Regions from separate parts of the Callithrix jacchus genome. Here region 2 is linked to region 1. The links are chromatin contacts, called in public Hi-C maps. All regions are on one chromosome and are shown on one strand. The core of a region is the stretch at or near the end of the contact, and the rest is flanking DNA. Distances in the headings are between cores, read along the strand shown. Region 1 overlaps NAV2 (neuron navigator 2). Region 2 overlaps NAV2 (neuron navigator 2).

Evidence for each region. Hi-C and Micro-C count contacts between places; a contact is called where the count stands out from the background.
Region 2: a Hi-C map of skeletal muscle shows a contact between it and region 1, with 4 times the contacts expected there. The contact joins two enhancer-like sites. A contact is called at or near these places in 3 of 3 Hi-C or Micro-C datasets (induced pluripotent stem cells and skeletal muscle).

Annotation. Positions count from the first base shown.
Region 1 is chr10:85,352,861-85,357,511 of calJac240_pri, reverse strand. The region is part of intron 2 of NAV2 (neuron navigator 2); the gene reads right to left. Among named protein-coding and RNA genes, the nearest start is that of NAV2, 220 kb to the right of the region's middle. Within about 2 kb of position 2,606, at least 4 of the 16 cell types and tissues checked have an H3K27ac peak or open chromatin away from gene starts, as enhancers often do. A contact at or near this core is called in skeletal muscle, where this site is marked.
Region 2 is chr10:85,687,965-85,692,615 of calJac240_pri, reverse strand. The region is part of intron 7 of NAV2 (neuron navigator 2); the gene reads right to left. Among named protein-coding and RNA genes, the nearest start is that of DBX1, 250 kb to the left of the region's middle. Within about 2 kb of position 2,140, at least 3 of the 16 cell types and tissues checked have an H3K27ac peak or open chromatin away from gene starts, as enhancers often do. A contact at or near this core is called in skeletal muscle, where this site is marked.

The DNA of each region.
Region 1 (4,651 bases), core at 1,357-3,856:
GAAGTCCACAGTCAGAAGTGAAAAGAACCAGTCGCACCCTGTCATCCTGTCCCCGGCAATAGCTGGATGTTCAAGAGAGGAGAAAAAGAAGTATCTATGAAGCGTCAACAGGGAAATTCTGGAACATGGTGGAGACAGAAATATTTACTTTGCGGGGATAAATATTCCAGAAACAGCCCTCCATCATCCAGTCTCTGGTCTAATGCAGATTTCTCGTTTCCGGAAGGTGTCCTCATTGCCTGCAAAAGTGACAGCTGCAGAAAGTGGAGGCCTTTCTCAGAAAATGAATAAATGCAAACAAATAAATATAATATGTGGAAGATTCTGTCTTACAGGCAGTGGTGAAAATACATGGATTTGAGTTAGGCCTTTGTGGGTGTGTCTTTCAGATCCTTGGTAACCACAGGCCAGTTATCATGTCTCTCCAGACCTTTGTTTCCCTGGATGCTGGACAGAGCATAAACAAGTACCTTTAAGACATGGCTGTAAGGATGGAGTGTGCCCAGGATAATGTCTGGTGTTGCATAAATGTGGATTCTCTGTCTCATACTCATCTTCCTCTCTACAGCATGAACTTTCCACCTAACCAGCAGTTCTGAAACATCGGAATCCACAAGCAGCACCAACCACCTGCCTGAGCTCCCTGTCTGTCAGGCACAGAGGTGGCTGACAAAATGACACAAAGAATCTCAGTAACTGAGCCAAATAGTGTTCACAAAACTTCTCAAGTTTATGAATCACCTTGAACCTAAAGGTGGAATTTAGCCATGGTATCCTTTTGACTCAGAGAGAGCTCTACAGACTGGAGGTTATTTGCTTGCCTGTAACAACTGTATATTAAAATGACCATCTTGGGCAGGGCGTAGTGGCTCACGCCTGTAATCCCAGCACACTGGGAGGCCAAGGCGGGTGGATCACTTGAGACTAGGAGCTTGAGACCAGCCTGGGCAACATGATGAAACCCTATTCTTAAAAAAAAAACAACGAAAAAACCCCCACAAAAATTAGCCAGGTATGGTGACATGCACCTGTAGTCCCAGCTCCTCAGAAGGCTGAAAAGTGAGAGGATTGCTTGAGCCCCAGAGGTTGAAGCTGCAGTGAGCTGTGACGGTGCTGCTGCACTCCAGCTTGGGTGACAGAGTAAGATCCTGTCTCAAAAAAAAAAAAAAATCTCCTTGGCTAGCTTTTCATGCTGCAGCCCAGTGTCCTGCAGTCTATCTTAAAGCAGCTGCTGACATTACAATTTGCCAGTGCAAATGAGAGCAAGCCCAGAGCTCCAGAGGAGAAACGTGAAGTCGCAGTTCTTTTCCTCCAGCTGCCATTGGGTGCCAGGCCACATTGAGCATTTGGTCTTTAGATGGAGAGACAGCCGGGAGGAAAATTGACATGTCTGCACAGTGTTGTGTACATTGCATGACAGTGTCTTTGAAAAGCACGTCTCACTGGGTGCACACATGTTTGCACACACACATGGTTTATTTTAACGGTGTATTCAAAGCAGGGAGTGGCAGTCATTTTACTGGCATTAATTTCTGTGGGAAAAAAAGGAAGGCTGTCAATTTATCACTGTAGGAAAATCAATGAAATTTGAGTTTATTCCAGATAACTATGAAAGGGGTGGTTAAGGGAACAAGCAGTGATGAATGCAGCCCTTTCTCAGGTGTCTTGACTCCTGGGCTCCTACAAGCAGAGCCTAGCAAGGAACTGGTGTTTTCAAGACAGCTAATTACAAGCAAATCTCAAATTCAGAATGTGATCAAGCCACCACCAAAGCTTTCAACAAAGGACTCTTGAATGAAGAGGGAAGAGGGGACCTCTAATTGTAGAACAAATTGGAATTTGAATGATTTGAAAGATTAGGGAAATAGAAGAGTACTTCCAAGGGTTTCGAGGCAATGTGGGGTAGAAAGAAAGCATGGGCTTTAACCTCAGTCATTGGGCTTTACAGATTTGGTTGCTGTCAGAGTAAACGAATGTGAAAGGATAGCCGCGGAGCCCAGCAATACACTGGGCACGTACTAGGTGGCCAGAGCCATTATTGCCTTTTTTGGAGAGAGGCAAGCAGGGTCTCACTCTGTCATCTAGACTGAGTACAGTAGCATGATCTTGGCTCACTGCAAACCCAGGTTCAAGCGATTCTCCTGCTTCAGCCTCCTGAGTAGCTGGGATTACAGGCATCCACAAGTAAGCCTGGCTAATCTTTTTGTATTTTTAGTAGGGGTGGGTTTTCACCATGTTGACCAGGCTGGTCTCGAACTCCTGACCTCAGGTGATCTGCCAGCTTCTGCCTCCCAAAGTCCTGGAATTACAGGGGTGAGCCCCCGCGCCTGGCCCAGTGTCATTATTACTTTTGCTTCTCATTGGTGTGTGTTTCTGAGCAAGTCACCTGATCTCGTTGAGCCTCAGGCTTCCCCTCTTTGACATGCTCCTGGGGACCGGGGTGGGAGGTAGAGAATAGCACAAGATAGGCACTCAAGCGGCGGCTGACCCTAGGTTTCTAGGGGACGGCAGGAAGGGAACTGACTCTTGCCTCTGAATTAGAGGGCAGGTCTGGATATTCACACCCGCCCCATCCCTCAACCCCTCTCGCGAAGTCTGGTGAGGCAGCTCACACAGTTGCTTCTCCAAATGGAAAAAGAACACGACGCCCAGATCAGCGCTCTGCCAAGAGTCTCCTGAGAAAGGCCCGGCAGCTAGCACTCTGCCGAGGGCCTGCCAGGGCCCGACTGGGTGGTGAAAATAAAATTACCAGCTAATGAGCCGCTTCCTGCGGCCTCAGGGGAGACACCCAGTGTCAGCCGGCGCAGGGTCTCGCTTTTTGAGCAATTAAAGGAAAAGTAGGATTCTGTCTTGTGAGCATCCCCGGATATTCCTGTTTACTGTGGGGGTAAATTCTGGGAACAAACGCTGTTCCCAGCCTCAGCCCATTCCCCCAGAGAGCGCCCCACCCTCAAGGATCACTCAGGCTGTGCCCTGAAATGTGCTTATGCTTCCCCCTGCTGGTGGCCGTTGTCACTGCACTCCCCAAGGCCCCGGCCACAGAATGGGTGGGCCTTCTTCCAGCCCACATCTTCCCTGGAGGGGTAGGGAAAGGGGGTTCAGGTGGGGACGGGCTCCTGGGGCCCCAAGGGCTCCTGATTGCAGAGGCTGCGATTGGCTTCCATGTGAAAAGCTGAAGACAGGGAATGTCTCTAAAGAATGATATCACAGTAGCGGCTAATATTTGTTCAATATTTACTTAATTTATTAAATATATTTGCTTTGCTTTAATTAATTGATTTGATTAATATTTATTTGCAAGATGCCAAGCTCCAAGCTAAGCATTTTACCTGCTTTACCTCCCTTAACTCTCTCAATAACCCTGTGAGGTAGTTATTACTACTCTCTTCATGTTACAGGAGCCTGAAGCTCAGGCATACTGAAGTTCATACATCTGGGAACTGGCAGAGCCCAGGTTTGAACCCAGGCAAGCTTAACTCCAGATGTTCCATTGCAGTGGTGGTTCTCCAACTTTTGGGAGCATGTGAACCACTTGGGATACATGTTAAAATGACCTATAGACCCTGGATTCAATGGGTCTTGGGTAAAGCCCAGGAATTGGCAATTTAACAAGCACATTGGTAAATGATGAAGTAGCTGATTAATGGATGCTACTTCAAGATAAACTGTGGCACACGAGGCTGCCTCCCGACCCAGGGGTTCAAGTACCAATCAAGGTGTCCATTTTACTTTCCAGTTGTTATAGACAAAATCAACTCTGCTCTGTAAAGGTCCCTCAGTGTCAAAAGCAGACCATGATTAAATTCCACTTTCAGCCTCAATATTCATAAACATCAGCCTAACTGTGATGGAGCTCCGACTCCTGAGTCCTGGTACCAACCCTATATTACCAGTAGAGCTGCGTTTGGGGAGAGAGATGGGGGAAGTGACAGAGAGCTGGTAGGGAGGGTGTTGTCCTATTGGGCAGGCTTGAGAAATTCACTTCTTTTCCCTGGTCTTGGTTTATCCATCTAAATCGTCTAATGAAATCTTCTCATTAGAAGATTTCAGGTCTTCTCTAGATTCTGAAAATTCTATCTGCCCACAATTCAAACCTTTGCATTTCTTTTGGTTTCCTGAGAGCTCTCACAGCAATCAAATTGAGCTATCCAGTGTCCCAGCTTCTACTTTCTGATGGGTCCAGATGGTAAGTTCATTAGGGCTCTGCTGGTAATGTATTTAATACCTTCTCTAGGTAAGTGAGGTGTCTTGGCAGGGCCTACTCCACGTTTTGAAGGTGACATTATTTTAGGACCCAGAGAAAACTCATGGGATTAGATGAATAGACCCGGATTCCATGACTTCTCCCTAATCACACCACCAATACGAATGGTTGGCTCTGAATGGAACTTGGTGATGAAGAATCCTGTCTTGTAGGTGGTAGGGATGCATCTATAGACCAGGAGACGTAAAACCTGGGCTCTGACCTAAGAACTATGGCTTTGGTGCTGGGCAAATCCCTGCCAGCACTGGGCCTTCATTTTTCTAGTTGCAAATGAGGCATTAGGCTTTGTGGTATATTGCACCTTTCTTCCTAGATTCTAAGATGTATTAGATCAGCCATCTCTGGGTAAGCCGTGTGTCAGAGGCCTAATCAAATGTCCTAGAATCC
Region 2 (4,651 bases), core at 891-3,390, 340 kb before region 1:
AATTGCAGTAAGTTTTCAGCTTAGGGAAGTCAGCCTGTAAGCAAATACACTGGGTGAGCAAAATGTATATATACAATGAGGTTCCTCAGAGGGGTTAGCTGGCTATAATGAGAAACAAGGCACAGTCTGGGTCTCCCGGAAATTTATATCAGGGTTAGAAGACGACACATGCCCATGAGGACATGGTCCCAAGGGCGAGGGTTTCCAGTTAAACTAACAGATGGTCTTTATGACAATGGGCATTTGGCATGAACTCTAATGAATGCATTCCTTCATTTAATGCATGTCTATTCTGTGCCAGGTTACGGGGACACAAAGATCAACAGTGACCAGTCTCATGGGGCTGGGTAAGGGGTGTCAGACATTCTAAAATACTACATTTAAACGAATTTTCTTTTCTGCTTCATCTATTTTTCATTTTGGTAATCAGCAGCACGGACATTAAAGTCCAAATGTGTTTAAGTGGAATATAAACATTTGCTCAAAGCCGTGGTGTCTGAAAGCAAAGAGGACTTTTGCAAGAGATACAGAAACATACAAGAATCACTTTTTTGCTCTTATTCTGCAAGTGAAGGCAGCAAAATGTCCTAGAGTCCAGATGTAAATTCCATTTCCAGTTTTTCTATTTCAAAAACATTGGCCCTAGCTCATCTTGTCTTTGACAGTTCACTAAACTTTATTTAATGAGATAAAGTTAAAGAACTGCTACCAAACACAGACATTTTGCTTGAAAATTAGAATGTAACCACCAAAAGATTAAGTCAGGATGTAACCTAGTAGAAATTGAATGATGAAATGCCTGCAATCCATCATTTTTGCCAGTTGGAATCGCTAGAGTGGCTGCAGATGTTACCACTTGTGCTCTCAAAGGTTGAGGGCTGCCTTTTGCTAGCAGATGCTGAAACTTACTAGGATTTAAGTGGCTTGGAACTTCATCACTACAGAGCTCTATCAGGTTTCTTGTGTCCATAAATAAACATCACTGGATCAAGATGCACTCTCCCTTTTGCTGTAAGCCAACCAAGTTATTAGCAGATAGGACTTTGCAGTCTCTCCACTTTTGCTGCAGCTCTGCCCTGACTGGCTTGGATTGGCATTCTAGATCATCCACCATCTGAGGTCAATTTGGAATTGACCAAGAATTCTTAGAGTGAGGTGACAGGGTAAATCACAAAAGAGATTCAGAAAGCCTGGTTTCTGATCCCATTTTGGCCACCATCCTCTCAATTCTTTCAACAAGGATTTATTGAACATGACAGGCATGCTTTCTGCCCTCATAAAATTTGGAGTCTAGCATCAATTTTCTGGGTAGAATTGAGAAAGTCATTTTGCCTCCTTCATTCAGACACCTACACACATATACACACTCGACTTTCTTTCCCTCTATCATGCCGTGTCCCCTTTTACCACTTAGACTTTGGATACACTGTTGTGTCTAGAATACTCTTTCCTTATTCTACAGAGCTAATGCACTTTTCAGCTTAGACCTCACTTCTTCCAGGATATTTTCTTGACTCCTCCAAGGTTGGATTGGATGCTCCTTCCAGACATAAATGTCCTATAGACACTTATCACAGGATATTACAAATGTCTGTTTCTCTGCTACTGATCCTGTCCCTATTCCAAGCACAGCATCTGGCACATGCTGGGATCTCAGGCCAGAGTTCACTTCCAGCTCACAAATATTTGCTGAGCCCTGTCCTTGCCCTAGAGAAACTCGAGACCAAAAAAATGTGTTTGCAAAATGATGTCACTGTAAAAGCCAGTGAGACAGGGATAAAGCATTACCTTACACATAAGAGCATGTGGTGGGAGAAGTGATCATTGTCCTCATAAAAATGAGTTCAAATTATCATGATCTTTTTACATGCACTGTTTGGTCATTTTTGCTTTTTCTTAGTATGTTCATATATCAGAAAACAAACTCCTGAACCCCTCTGATTTAGAGTATCCCTATACAACAATTTCAAGAAGTTCATACTCCTCCTTTAAGCTCCAATTCTATATGAACTCTCCTTGCCTACCTTCTCAGTCCCTTAGCTACCACTTTCTTCTCTGAATTTTTGTGACTCTGACTGCCTGGACCACTCATCTGGCACTTGCTGTTTTGTTCATAATTGTACCTCCAGCAATTTATATAGCACTTAATGTAAAGGAGGGGCTCAATGATTAGTGAATTAAGTAAAAACTAGCTTGTATAATAGCATGATGGTTAAAAGCAAAATGTTGGCTTTGCAATGATGCAGATCCTGGTTCAAATCTCAACTCTGGCCCTATTAGCTGCATAATATAGACACATTATTTAACCACTCTGAGCTTCAGTTTATCTATAAAATGGAAATATTACTACTCACACTTCCCAGTAGTGATGTGAGGTATTAAATGAAGCTATGTATGTAAAGTACGTAACACACCTCCAGGCGCATAATAACTTGACCACCCCATGATGGGCAGCTACAGTTACCATTTTCCTTGTTACTGTTTCAGTTCCCCCTTTCAGTCCAATGCCTCATGTATATTATAAGCAGGTCTTAAAGTTATTTAGAAGGCAGGCATTTGTAATATCTGCTGTTGACACACATGGACGGCTTTAGGATAGTGATGAAGAGGAGGAGGAGGAACATGATGGCAACCATTACTTCTTCTGATGTCACTAATTTCCAACCCTTTGGCAGGCTTTTGATTTCAAAAAGAGCAGCTGACAAGTGGGAGAAGAAAAAGACCAAGCTTGCTTCTAAAGAAATGTGCTTCCCAGAGAGATTCCACAGGATCCCTGGACCACAAACCTCAGAAAACCATGAGATGTTTTACAGCCAAGAATCTCCTCCCACCCCCAACTCCCCACCTCTTCCTCAGCTAGTATCTTTGCTCACTGAGGATATGGAAAGCTGTTTCTGTGCATTAGAATCAACTGCCAACTCAAGGTTATGATCTGTTTTTATCTAGATCAGAGGCAGAAAGAGAAATGTCTCAGTCATTACTTAAAATTCCTTGGCCAGCACCAAAGACCTTCTATCTATGCTGTGGTTCCAGAGGGAACGGCTACCGCAGGGTGGCTGGTTACCTGCGTCAATGCTCTGTTTACTGCCTGGGTGCTCCTGGAATGGGCCAGCATCTGGAATTGGAATCCCAGAATGAGGAGGTATAGTCCCATCCAATATGAACTAGATTAAAGTTAAGTACATACGGGGAAAGGAAGACCAGAAACACTCTTCTTTACTATCCTTGAGGCAAAATCAATACCCTCTTTTTATTGAGGGAAACTGAGGTCCAAGGAAGGGGAGACATTTAACTATGAATATTTTGGGGGTAGGAGAAAAGCAAGAGTTATAATATCTACTTGAGTATGGTATGAACAGAAAGCCATTGTATATAATTCACATACCATGAAATTCACACATTTTGAGTGATTCAATGGTTTTTAATCTACTCATGAAGTTGCTCAACCATCACCACAATCTAATTTTAAAACATTTTCATCATATCAGAAAGAAACTCTATAGCCGCTCCTCATTCCTCCTCTTACCCCAACCCTGCAGCCCTAGCAACCACCAATCTATTTTTTGTGTCTATAGATTTGCCTACTCTGGAGATTTCATATAAATGGGATCACACAATATTTGGCCTTTTGTGTCCAGAATGACATTTTTGTAATGACAGACTTCAGCACCGGACTTACTGGCTGCTCAATGAATGATTATCCAGAGCTGTGCTGTCAAATACTGCAGCCACGAGCTACATGTGGCCATTTAAATGAATTAAAATTTAATACATTTAAACTTTGGTTCTTCATCTGCACTAACCACATGTCAATTGCTTAATAGCCACATGTAGTCCTAGTGGCTACCATATTACACAGCACAGAGTGTAGACTATTTCCATCATTGCAGAAAGTACTGTTGGACAGTGCTGCAGAGGATAGAGGCACTTATTCATTCATTAAATACAGACCAGCACTCTGCAAATGTCTCCTCCTCCTGGTGTTGGAGAGTTAACTATGGCAGATGGAGAGTGAGGATGAGGAAGAGGTCAAGGGAGGAAGGAGGGAGTGAAAGGGTGGGCCAAGAAAAGCTCAATATATCCTCCTCCCACCCCACCACAATATTACTTCCAGTGCCCTGAGAGCTCCCACACCCACCCTGGACCTCAAAAGCTCTCTGTTTAGTTAAGCTCATCCAAAAGGCAGATATGCCAAAGCCTTTGGAAAGACTTCAAGGTAGCTAGCCTCAACCTTAGCCGTTTGATGATTTCTGAAGTGTTACACGTTAGAAGGTGATCTGAGGGGCTCCCTAATGAGACTGAACAGTTCCAATCAGTTTCTGGCCAGCAGTGGCCATTCCAGTTGCCAAGATCTGAGCACTAATGCTGACTAACACCTCAAGGCCAGAGCCAGGGCATCTTGGCATGCTCAGACCAAAGGGAGCACAGAAAGCTCCCTGCTCCTTTCCTGGGGGCTGCCTGTGAGTTCAGCTACAATGTCTTTAATCTTCCCAAAGACACTGCAGTCACCAGCCCCAGCAACAGGGCAGCAAGTTGTTGCGAATTGTGGGTCTGGATGCATTAAGACAATCAGAGGGCCCAAACTAAAGGATGAATTAAAAAAAAAAAAACAAAAGGAAAAATAAAATCACATTCAGAGAAAGGTCCTTTG